Regions from separate parts of the Mus musculus genome. Here region 1 is linked to region 2. Evidence: chromatin contacts called from public Hi-C data. All regions are on one chromosome and are shown on one strand. The core of a region is the stretch at or near the end of the contact, and the rest is flanking DNA. Distances in the headings are between cores, read along the strand shown.

Evidence for each region. Hi-C and Micro-C count contacts between places; a contact is called where the count stands out from the background.
Region 1: a contact with region 2 is called in a Hi-C map of liver, with 9 times the contacts expected there. A contact is called at or near these places in 8 of 39 promoter capture datasets (the SN4741 cell line, embryonic stem cells, epiblast stem cells and 3 more), 10 of 484 Hi-C or Micro-C datasets (brown adipocytes, embryonic stem cells and liver), 6 of 130 datasets of targeted methods (embryonic fibroblasts, extraembryonic endoderm stem cells, fetal liver and 2 more) and 3 of 9 other capture datasets (adipose tissue, embryonic stem cells and liver).

The regions. Positions count from the first base shown.
Region 1 is chr19:38,186,820-38,193,016 of GRCm38.p6, forward strand. Fra10ac1 (FRA10AC1 homolog (human)) reads right to left here. Exons shown (of 14, transcript NM_001081075.2): 13 at 3,010-3,088; 14 at 1,658-1,981. The coding sequence ends at 1,939. Among named protein-coding and RNA genes, the nearest start is that of Gm52398, 26 kb to the left of the region's middle.
Region 2 is chr19:38,122,620-38,129,420 of GRCm38.p6, forward strand. It overlaps Rbp4 (retinol binding protein 4, plasma), which reads right to left and starts at 2,192. Exons shown (of 6, transcript NM_011255.3): 1 at 2,139-2,192; 2 at 1,900-2,028; 3 at 1,677-1,813; 4 at 1,410-1,516. The coding sequence starts at 2,010. It overlaps Gm32440 (a long non-coding RNA gene), which reads right to left. Exons shown (of 4, transcript XR_877843.2): 3 at 5,560-5,677; 4 at 3,135-4,415.

The DNA of each region.
Region 1 (6,197 bases), core at 3,077-5,576, 66 kb after region 2:
ATACCACTCTACGCTCTGCAGGAACCTGGCCCAGGACAATACAGCCAACCTCAGAGGCAGTGCACAGCCAGTGTGGTAATGTGCCTACTCTGGTGTTCAAAGTCATCAAGAATCAAGTGTTTTGTCTTGAAGCTCTGTGGCAAGGCTGATCGAGAAATGTTCTCTGTATATTCCTGTTTATCAGAGATCTGGGCTTAGGCAGTTTTGGGTAAGTAGAGATTACTATGAACTTGGGTTTGAAATCTCTGATACCAATACAGAAAATTTAATGCATCCACAAGAAATTGAAGGTTACTTGTAAGTGGGAGGATGGATATGATAACACACCAGCAGCCTTTCCTCCCTGAGAGAAGCCTCGGTTAACTCTGGTGAGCATGTGGAAGTGAGAATATATCGTGACATCATGGCTTGCTGCCAGTAAATGTCAGAATTGAATTTAAATTGTCGGAGAGCTCTGCCTTTGAAAATGAATTATTATAAAGCAAACAAACAAGTAAGATTTAGTTTTAAACAGACAAGAAGTAAGTACCACCTGTTTTGATTTTACAAGTCTCTCATGTTAGGACATAAAGATCATGAGGGTTTTTTTTTTTTTTTTTGCCAGGTTTGCTCTGAACTCTATCTTGGCATCTACAGCAGTGCCTGGCACAGGGTAGGTTCTCAGTCGATATGAATGAATGGCACTCCCAATGTTTTCCATAATGGGAAACAGCTATGAGAAGCGACTGAGCTACCATCTGGTGAAGTGATGCTTTGTCTCATTACTTCATTTAAGGCTCTCCTGGAGGCACTGCTATTTCAGATACCAAATAAGAAACTATTTCTTTAGATTTATGTGATCTTTTTCCTTAACTCCAAAATATCAATCAGCTCAAGTAACTTCTCCTCCCTTAGTCATTAGCAATTGAATTGAGGCAACTGTCGTGTCTGATGAAGGTCTCTAATAAGCACTTGGCTTCAGAGTCTCTGTAATCTAAAAGTAGAACCCCACAGCCTCCTGACCAAGGGCCTGGCGACCATCACTGACTGAACGGAGTCATAGCATGAAGTAGCTATAGAGTTGATGTCTAACATTACCTTAGACTTGCAAAGACTCCTTAAAATGACTCCCATTACTGGCCACTGTGCTAGATCGCTGGGATTTTATATAATTATCTAAATTCATACATGAACTTCGTATCATAAACTGTATTGTCAATCCAAAACATATTATTCTATTATAAATGGTGTGTACTCTTCCCAGTTACCATTTAATTTTGCAGAACTCTTATTTTCTGATGACCATTGAATGATCAACATATTTCATTGTAAGAATGCTTAGCTATAGAAATTCCACTATTATAGAAACTCCAACTTTGATGTTGGATGTTTCAGATAATTTCCCTCAGAAATCAAGTATTTCTTTTTACTCAAAATAAGTACTACTATAAAGAAACAACACCTTGAGGCAATAAGGAGACTTTTACACAATATTTAACACTGGTACACTGGCAATAATTTTGCTGCTTTCTGATCGTTCAGAAAGGATTGTAAAATGACTTTCAAAATAGCTCCTTCAAAGCAGTGCTCAGCATAGCAGCTCATGCACACCAGAAGCCTGGTGAGCACTCCAGAATAAGTTAATAACAATTATTTAATGAAAGGAAAGACTCTGACATTTTAGAATAAGACACTAAATAATTTATTTACAGCTCAATGACAATCACTCCATGTTCAAATGACACTTGAAACAAGTATACCATAAACTGTAGAGCTAGAGCCAAAACCAGGTTTTAGATAAGCAGCCGAGCAGCCACGAAAGTAAAGGAGGAAATGTCTGAAATGTCCCGTGCTGCTGAAGGATCTATCCCAGTGGCTGTCCAGACTCAACAGCATGGACACACTCACCGAGTGTCTCTGTACATCTCCTCACCAAGGAATAAGATTCTCTCTCCCAGTTCACAGAAACAAATCCTGAAAATAATCATCAAATTCTTCTTCCCTATTAAAAAAAAGTACAAATATTGATTATAATCAAGAGTACTCAATGAAAATTAAATTAAAAAAATCAATAGAGTAAAAAATTAAGTGATATATGAAACTAATTAAAATATTTTCGTCTAGTATATTAGCTATCACTCTTTATACCAGTTGGCTTTCATAATTCAAATAATTCTTAGTATCTAAACAATCCTATCTATGCTCAGAATGATTAAAACTGGAATACTTCACCTCTCTTAAAACCCCTCAGTTTTCTTTGAAGTACTTTGTGAAAGACCATTGCTTCTCTTTGCCTTTCTGGTTGACTTTGTACCTTCTCTGTTCACTACTTCAAATTACAACCTGCTTAAGAAATGCCTGAAACAGAAACTATGTCTAAAAAACAAACCACGTCTTACTCCCAGGAATGTGAGGACATCTGTTCAGGCCACAGTGCTTTATTAGTCTGGGAACAGTGGCTACCTATTTATAGTTTATAGAGGTTTCATCTAAAGCAGAGCTTTGAGGAGACGCCACATTCAGTATAACCTGTGAAATACGGTGAGAAGTACCCAGTGCTAAATAACGTTAGTGTTTGCAGCCAGCCTCAAGTAGCCAGCAGCTCAGGCTCTGGAGTCAAGGGCGGCAGAGAACAAGTGCACTGGGTCACCTGTGGGTGGGAGGCTGAGATGGCTGCTGGCAAGGCATCCTTACACCTGTGTAAATCTTCAAGGGGCTCCTTGGAATGGGTTACGAGAATCCTAACACCATGGGACAGGCTGTCCAAGATGCGACTGAGCAGCCGTCTCGGAAAGAATCCAGGCAAGAACAGAGGGCTGCCTGTTAAAGTGAACTGACGCTGCACATACTGGCTGCTTGCATCCCCAAACAATGACTGGTAATAAACTTGCACCTTACCAGGATAGGGAGACTTTGGCACTAAATCAACATCCATGGCATTAAATATTTTCATCAACTGCTATCAAGAACGGCAGTACCCACAGATGCTAAGCTGAGGCCAGGATGGAGCACCTGCGAATGAGCACTTACTGGGACTTCTCATCTGTCTCTGGCAGCGGACCCTTCCAGAGCTCAGAGTCTGAAGCACTGTCTTCCTCCTCAGCGTTTCCTGCTCATTGACAAGGAAATGTCGTCATTGTTTTAACATAACGCATTCTGAATCGTTTACCAGTGCAATTAAATTAACCATGAATTTAGCAGTATTTTAGCTTCAACTTCTATGATTCCACAAAATTTAACTTATTCCTCAAGATACCATAAATTTTAAAAAATTAAACAATATGAAAAACACCAGAGCCTCATCAAAAAGTGAATGCAAGTAATATCTAATGAACAACTTCCCCATGTTACACTAAAATAGCAGCTGGTTTAATTATTTCCTTGGCCATACAACAGAAATGAAGAATTTTGTAAAGAACATATATGTATTAGGACCTACACTCAAGATTAGTTCCTGTAGGCTAAGGGTTTTCACTGGAGATGAGCCACTTACTAATGTAATTACATCATGGAATAGTTTGTCTGCCTGATACTACTTTATCCAATATTGAATAAATTTTAGTTGAGTTTAGATAATTCATGTGAGGTCTATTTTGTTATATTTTAAAAATAGGAATATATTATCTTTACTGATTTTATAGGTAATACATACTGCCACTGTCTAAAATAAAAGCAATTTGGAAATGTTTAAAGTCCTAAGGAAAAGTTACCCCAGGCCACAGGTAATACAGTCACTTTTTAAGTGTGGTTGGTCTTTAAAAAGGTATCATTCATATATATATATATATATTTAAATTAAGATTATACTGTGCATAACTGTAACTATAAAGGATTTGAGATAGCAGAGACAGTTCTCCTTGACAATACGTATAAATATGTCAAAGCTTTTATAATGAGATTTCTTTCTAGGATTTATCTTTGTTTTGAATGATGCATATGTATGTACAGGTGTTTGCAGAGGGCTGAGGTGTCAGATCTCCCAATGAAGGCGCTAGAACTGAACTTGGATCCTCTCCAAGGCCAATATGTGCTTTAGCCACAGAGCCATCTATCTAGCCCTGTGAAAACCTTAAACAAACAAACAAAACAAAACAAAACAAAACAAAAACTGTTATATGGAATTTGATTAACCAATCGTTAATTTCTGATTGGTGGGGATTTAGGCTGTATTTCCCATTTTTATTTTTATTGGGGGTGAGGGTGGGTGGGGAGCAGTCTGGTGATTAAACCCAGGATCTTAAACATGCTAGCAAGAGCTCCACAGTGGGCGGGCACACAGTCCACCACGCTGTTTTTCTTGGTGAACAGTGTGCATTTCTGCCCATGTTTATCTGAGGAGCTTATCTATTCCAAATAAAATATCAAATTCCAAAAGCAGCATCATTGGCCACCACATGTGCTCTAACCCAGTTACAGGGTCAGGTTTTCCTCCAGAAGAAAGGTTAGAGAGTTTCCATTCTTCCAAACAATGTCTGAGAAGGCCTCCTCTTCTCAGAATAAGTTTTTCTAAAGTAATAAGCATTATTTTTCCAAATGTTTGACAAATACTCTTTCAAATGTAAGAGAACATCTTGATGTGCTCATCCTAACACAGTGTGCTCTTTACAAACCTTAACTTACACAACGTCCATAGGATTAAAAGAAAAGATGCTACTTCAAGAATGACGTAATAAGAGCTAATTGCCTTGGAGAGTTACCACTAGAGTTCTGACTTAACTCGGATTTGGCTTGCCAGTACAGAACGTCCCTCAGTTCAGCACAGGACAAAAATAAAGCCGCATTGATTTGCCACGGTGGTTCTAGCCTTTTACCTGCTGGACTCTGATCTTTGAATCAATGTGTATGCCTGAACTTTGATCCTAACTGAACCTGTTGTGGCACCAACTTTAACAAATAGCAGGGGGAGGGTGCTGTCTAATGAGCTATGTACACATGATGATGAAACTATAAAGTCTTAGAGGAAGATTCCTGCTCTGTGACAGCCATCAACACAGTTCCCAGTGTCTTGAACTGATAACACAAGAAAGAATAAAATCTTCCACTTGCTGAGATAAGAAAGAACAGAAAACCCAATTATGCCTAATGAAGTTCTCTATATGGCATTACTGTCCAGCCGTCAGAGAACAGAACCTACATGGCCTTTAAAAACAAGCAGTTGATTGTAAAATCTTACACTGCAAACAGCTCTGGTGTTCACTCTGTTCCCTCTTAAGAATACTTTCCACAAGTCAGCTTTTCTACACTAATTTCCTTTGTATGAGTCTATCTGTCTGTGTGTGGTATGCATAAGTATAGTGTGTGCGTGTATACATGAAGGACAAAGGTCAACTTCTAGTGTTGTTCCTTGGGTACTGTCCACAGAAGGGGTCTTTCACTGGCCCTGAACTTACTAAACAGGTGAGGCTGCCTGACACAAACCCAGAGATCTGCCTGTCTCTGCCTTCCCAGCCCTAAGATTGAAAATGTGTGCAACTATACCTGGACATTTATCATACACTTATTTTTATATATGTGCATGCTCATGCAGGGGTGCTCATGCAGGACACAGTATGGAGGCTAGACAAGAAGCTATGGAAATCAGTTCTATCCCACTCCCACGTGGGTTCAGGGATTAAGCTGTCAAGTTTGGTGGCAAGCGCTTTCACTCACTGAGCTGACCTTGTCCCAGTTTTTAAAGTGGGCTCTGAGAACTCAATTCAGTATCTCTTGCTTTCACGGAAGCACTGTACCAAATGGACTATTGCCCCAGCCCAGCAGCACATCAATTTTCTAATACCAGATAATGAAATTTTACTTTTAAAAAGTTAAATCATCTTAAAATAAATCCCTCTGACAGAGTATCCATTGGAAAAGTGGTCAAATTACCTCAGAGAATCAAATCTATAGGAATAGACTAAATGATCTGTAGAGTTCCTTCCACTCTATGAGTAAAACTTCTTGATACCCTGAGGACGGGAGTCACTACTAACAGTTACCACTACAACCATCTGCCAGGGGTGAAAGAGTCCCACTACGGAATGACAGACAGGTAGAGTGGTCTATACACAACGGCCCTCTTACAGCCTCACTGTCAAGTCTGCAGTGGTTATGGGCAAGAATTAGTTATTTTCTTCTCTTCACATTTATGTGTGTGATATAATGCGAACATGCTACAATGCGTGTGTGCAGGTCACGCATTGGACACGTGAGTCCCAAGGGTCAAATCAGGTCTTCAGGCT
Region 2 (6,801 bases), core at 942-3,441:
TGCCTCAGACACTCTTCCTGGCGCTTTCTGCACACCCATGCATTATATCTTCACAGTCCCACGATCTGCATGTTGTGATTCTGTCTACTTTGCACAAGGAGGAAACTGGGGCACAGAAAAGTTAGGTAACAACTCAGGGTCCCACGGGTAATAGTTTAGTTAGGATTTGAACTTAGGTTGTGGGTGTGTGGGTATGAACGTGTGTGTGTGTGTGTGCACAGGAGTTCGTGAGCACGCACTCTGGAGCACACGCGCGTGCACACACACACACACACACACACACACAAAGTGTGCATGCACAAGCCGGGCGCGCACACACGCGCACACACACAAGTGTGTATGCACAAGCCCCTGCACCCATATGTTTGGAGATAGATTCCAGAACCTCGTGAATGTGCGACAATTGTTCTGCCAATGAGCTACATCTCCAGCACTCAGTCAGTCTAACTTTAACGTGGCATACTTAACTATTACCCTGCACACGGTCTTTCTGAAAAGGTTAAAATAAGGAGAAATTTATCCCGGACACCCCCCTTCACCCTAGGAGAGTGATTCTCACCCTTCCTAATCCCGCCATCCTTTAATACAGCTCCTCATGTTGCAATAACCACCAACCATAGAATTATTTTTGTTGCTACTTCATAACTGTAATTTTTGCTACTGCTATGAATCATAATGTAAGTAAACGTCTGTGTTTTTAGACAGCTTGAGCTGGCTCCCGTGAAAAGGTCATTTGACCCCCAAGGGTCTCAGAACGCAGGTCTAGAGCCATTGCCTTAGGGCTGAGATTAGTTCCTTCTTTCTGAGATCTCACAATACTTCTTCCCACCCTAAATTATTCCTTAGTTATCAAGTAGCTTTCGGATCTATAATTTAAGTGAAATGGGCTGGGGGAGTCAAAGAACATGTCAATTGTGTGTCCTGAGAAGAATCCCAAACTTTAGGGAACTTTGTTGGGAGTTCTCAAAATCCTGCCTTGCATATGAGTATTTAAGGAAAGGAGACTATTGCTTCCAGAACACTGCCTGGCTGGGAGTCCACCGGGAGGGGCCTGGGCTGTGACCCAGCTCAGACACATAGTTCCCTCCTCTTGGATATCGGTCTCTAGCTCTGCCGATGTTCCAGATTGTCCTACTGTCTCAGAGATTCCACTCCAAGAGACAGAGTGGAGTGGTAATGTGTGAGACAGCGTGAAGTAAGTCACAGTGGATGATCAGGGAAATGGTACCCGATAAGCCCAAAGGCCCTTCCGAACTTGGATTAGGTATTTTAGGCTGAGAATCCAGTCGCTTCTAATCCCACATCCCCTAAATTCAGACAGGGCTGAGGGTTCTGCCTCTCGAAGCCCTTCCCAACGGTGCCGCTGAACAGAAACGCAGTGATTTGGCCATGTATGCCCCACTACTCACTTCCTCGCTGGAGAAAGGAGGCTACACCCCAGTACTTCATCTTGAACTTGGCAGGATCTTCAGTGTCTGTGAAAGTGCCCACCATGTCTGCACACACTTCCCAGTTGCTGCAAAAGCCAAGAGAATCCTGAGCCAAGCCAGGAAAGGGCTTCTACCTCATCCAAGGTACTCTTTTCCCATCCCAGTGAGGGTTGGGCTCCCAGGGAGCCAAAGGCAAGGTGGGAGGCACTTTGGAACGCCGCACACAGCCCACCAGAGGCCACTGACCTCAGAAGACGGACTCGTCCCTTGGCTGTGGCGCTCATATGACCCTTCTCGTCCACAGAAAACTCAGCGATGATGTTGTCTTGCAAAAAGAGACCCTCGGGGTCCTTTTTGGCGATGGCATACCAGAGCCCAGAGAACTGAGAAAGAGATGAGAGAGCTAGGGACTGGAGTCTGGGCTCCACCTCTGACCCGCAGGAATCGGGGAACCCGGGCTGATACCTACACGAGCCTTGTCGAAGTTCTCCTTGACTCGGAAGCTGCTCACCCTGCAGTCGCGCTCGGCGCTGCCGCCTCCCAGAGCCGCCAGCAGCACGAGCGCCCACACCCACTCCATCTCACCCCGGAGTCTGCCCTGCGGGACAGGCGCAGGGTAAACGCGGGGCCGGAGGACCGAGGCCGCCCGTCGCCCCCTCCCGCCCCACCCCGCCCTGCAGGTCCCCGGGGGAGCGCGCGGCGGCTCACCAGCAGGAGCCGCGTGCAAGCCTGGCCGCCGCGTTCGCGCGCGCGTGGAGCGACGGAGCCGAGCGGCCGTCGGTCCTTTATAGCTCCGGGGGGAGGGGGTCGCGCTTTCGTAACCGCGCGGGGTGAAAGACCGCGGGGAGGTGCCGGGGGCGGGAGGGGGGGGGGCGGCCGAGCTTGCATAACGCTCCCTGACTCACTCCTGAACGCACGCGGGGCCCCTCCGTCAGCCTTGCCGTCCCACGTCGCCTATGCTCCGAGCTCCGCTCAGGGTGGTCTCGGTGGAGCCAAACTCTCCAGCCCAGAGGATCCATCGGGGCCAAGAGCTGGCCCGGGGACCCAGCGGCAGCCAGCTGCAGTCTTGGGTGGCCTCCAGGTCCTGTTGCCCTGGCTGGAGGCCTACGTGGCCATGGTGTGGTGATGGTGGCCTCACTGAGCGAAAAGGGACCTATGATGTAGCCTGGAACATTAGCGTCCAGGCCCTGGCTTTCCCAAGTGGCCCCTGCTTCTACTGAGGAGCTGTTGTGAGAAGCTTTTTGGCATATTTTGGCTGTTTTTTTTTCCCCCTTTGAGAAAGGGCATATTTTACTCTTTGATGAGTTGTGGTGCTGTTTGGGTCAATATTTATTCTTTCATTTCATCATCTTTAGAAGGACTAAACCGCTCCCTGTTAAATATTCTCTAGAAACGCAACCTGGTCAGGACAGGAAATATTTTCTCAGCGCCAATGGCCGAGTGGTTGATCGTCCACTTCTCTTGCCACACTCCCCTGAAACCACACTGAAAAACATAATTGCCAAGTGTTTACCATGCATTTTTATTTCTAAGCCATATTAGGATTTATTTATTTCCAGAACAGCGAGGAAAACTGGCTCAGGAAGAGAAAAAGGAGAGGGAAAGAATTCCATAACCTTAATGGTAGTAGCCAAAAAAAGCTGTTGAAGGGTTGATTTTTTTTTTTTTTTTTTTTTTTTTTTTTTTTTTTTTTTTTTTTTTTTGCCTATGGCACGATATAACTCTACATTTCCCTCTGTATTTGGAGTTTGCGATCTGTCAAACTGAACCTAGCAGTTAAAAGGAGGAAGATTTCGACCAAATGAGATTTAGTGGGAAAAAAAAAAATTTTTTTTGACGAGAAAGTATTTGTGTCTCCATTGCCCAAAGTCTGAGCATATGAGAGTACATTGACCACTCTGCCATAGCTATATAAGAGGAGATGGGGAAAGGAGGAGAGACAGAGACGCCACAGAAAGAACTAAGTTGCCATTTCTTTCAACAAGCACCTTAGCCATGCCTGGCAACCTTGCAGAGATACCTGCGGCCTCCTTCAGCTTCCTGTGAGCTTTTGGACATTCACCTGCCTGGTTCTCTCTCCACCCCTGCACCCATTGTGCTCCTTGTAGTCTCTGTGGCACCAGAGACCATGTTTTATTTCCATAGGACTCTACAACTAGGGAAGAGTGTTTCTGGCCAGGAGGCTAACTGGGAAATTTGACTGGACTAGTTTTACCAAAGGATGCATTTCTTGCCTCTCAGTTTCAACTGGGGCATTGATTCCAGTACCTTATGCCCCACAAATCCTTTGTAGAAAAGGATGCATTTGAATATAATCTATATACACCCTTGTGTGTATTTTAGTCTTCTCTGGATTATAATGTTTAATACAATGTACATGTTATATAAATAACTATTGTACTGTAAACAAAGAACTATGAGTTCAGTGTAGACACAAGTGTTGTGTGTTGTTATGCAAACTTTTTTTTAAAGCTATATTGTTTAGAGAATGATTAAAAAGTTGGTAGCCATCTGGACATGAACACCTAACTACATGGTTCATAAACAAGCTGAAGGTGTCCAGTACTCAGACACACACACACTGAGGAGAGGCTGGGGGTCTGTGGGATGGCGTGAGGCCACCACAGGGTGTGGAATGTGTCACCATTCCCCCGTGTGTTCAACAGAGTGCTTGCTGTGCAGCGAGTTCAGGTTGTTTCCTCTGGTTTTTATTTTTCTGCGACCTTTTCCTCTAATATTTTTGGCTCACTGATGGTTGCAACCACAGATAAAGAAGGTAGAAGCCAGCAGCTCAAATAAGACGTGCTCAGAAGGTCATGGTGGAACCATGTGTTTGCTGAGGTTGTGGTCCACATCTCTGCACGCAGGGAAGGACTTCTGGGTACCTCCTGGCATCTCCCCAGCACTGTATTCCGTCCTCTGCTTGTCCTGAAGAGCCTGAGCGATGTGCTTCTGGGTAAGCCCATTGCCTCTGGCTGAGTATTTCTGAAAGAAAAGACCCATAATCCCTCTGGTCAACCAGTTCTCCTGGAGCACATCTGGTGGCTCAGATGTTTTCTGTATAGCAAATAAATGTGGAGGATATCGATGTGTCTTCTCTCCACAATGTTATTCATTTATATCCTAGGTGTTTAGAAAGCAGAGCCATTAATCTCCTCCTCTCTCTCCTCTCTTCCCTTCCCCCACTCCTCCTTTCCCCACTCCCTCCTCTCTCAAACCTTGATGTTTTAGATCCCAGCAAAGAAAAACAATTTATTTTGGCATTCTCTCCTGGGTTTCTTCATGATTACAAATATGTGATTTCAGGCCAACTGATGCTTTGGACATAATAAATAACATTTTAAAAAATTCGTATATATGTATCCAAAGGTTAACTATTCACAGTGGTTATCCTGTTAGCCATATATGATAGGATTCAGACAACTGAAGGCTTATTTTTCTTTGTACCGCTTGTATTTTTCAGCTTTTCTACAGACAAAATGTCAAACATACAATAAAACAAATACTTCATATGCCAACATTTTTTTCTGGCTCTTTTTATATGCGCAGTTGTGTTCTGAGTTTGCATCTAATATACATAAAGTTCATTTCTTTGTCATTTCTCTCTTCAAGGCTGATAGCTGCACCATTCTTTCTTCTATGAGACGCACCATTTACACACAATAGATACTGACTTACCTTCCTTCACTGAAAAGCTTCATAAAAAGTACATATTTTTAGGCCAGTCAGAAACCAGGCATGGTGGAACACACCTTTAATCCCCCAGCACTCGAGAGGCAGAAGCAGCCATATTCTCTGTGGGTTCAAGGCCAGCCTGATCGAAATAGTCAGTTCCAAACCATCCAGAGTTACAAGGTAAGACCCTGTCTCACAAAACAAAGCCAGCAAACAAACCTTTCTCATGTCTAGTTTCTCAGGATTTAGCACTTATGCCTGAATTGATGACTCGTTTTGTCAAAGTCTTTCTATCCCCTTTCATAGAGACTACACCATCAGCTCTTGCTTTCCTTGTGCCATCCCCCCAAAACTTCCTAAAGCCACAGTCTAAGTTCTGGCCTCTGGAATGTGTTACATGTTTGTGTGTAACCTGGCTCAGATGGGCTACATAAAAGTTGCCTGTCCAACCAACCTCATTTATTTGCTGCCAATGAAACAACCGAAGTAGCACATCTCCCATCCTCCGTGAATTTACTTGCATGAGAAATTAACTTGCTCTGGATTACACCACGGAGACTTTGAAGGATCATCTGTATGAAAAATGAATGTCAATGCTAAGCTTGATGAGCACGCCATCTCCTAGAAAATGCTGGAAGATGTTTTACCATAGAATTAATGCAATATGTTGATGTCACTGTCATCAAAGAAATTAAGCATTTTTAAACCACTACTGCATTTTGTACAAAGCGATGTTGACCTCCTTAGGTTGTCCAAAAAGGCCAACAAAAATGAAAACCAAGAAAGTTGGGCAGCATTTAAAGATACCAAAAGTATTGACTGGAAAATGAAAAAAATCTAGCCAGCTAATATTGTTAGGTACAGAGAGTCAAAATGATGAGAACACACAATAAATAGACAGTGGTCCAGTGGGCAGGGTCCCCAGAGAGGCAGTTCTGAGAGTCAACAACCAGGATGCCAGGAGGGGTGGCTTCCATGTGGTGTTGGTCCCTGCCTGAAAGCTGTAAGTGAGGATGTTACTCAGGCAAAGAGGAGATACATAGACACCAGGTCAAACCCATCCCCACACAGCACCCCACATTTGCCAGAAGCCCTCTAAAAAGCTTCATAGCTACCATTTTGGTGGTATTCTATTTCTGATGACTCCCCAATCTTGGGGAGAAGCCTTGGAGCTTTTTGCTATTTCCCTATTTGGCTACTTTGGGATTTCTTATCTTGAGACACTTTCTCCTGCTCCACGGGTAGAGCCCACTATAGCTATACTAACTGAACTAAGGAGCGTTTTATTTATTCAGTGACGTAGTCCCATGTAATATTTTCTTAGTGTCCCTGTTGCTGTGTGGTAAGATGAATGCATTTTCTATACCAGACTAACAAGGGTATACGAGGCCTCTATGAGGGGTGCTTTTGATATTTAGGCAAATTTTCCATACTGTAGCTTCTGAGTTTTCGCCTCCAACATATTGGAACCAATATAGTCAGCTTTTTCTTTTTGAGGTCCCTCCTGAAATATTTTTTTTTATGCAAGGAGTTTGTCGTAAGATGGATTTTTTTTTTCCAGATTTGGAAAGAAAAACAAGCTAGAATATCTAAGCAAGTCATGGAAGTTCCAAGTAACATGTAAATGAGGAGACTTAGATATCATATATTTCCTATGGTTAAAAGCTACTAAGCATCTAAAGTTGAAGTACAAACA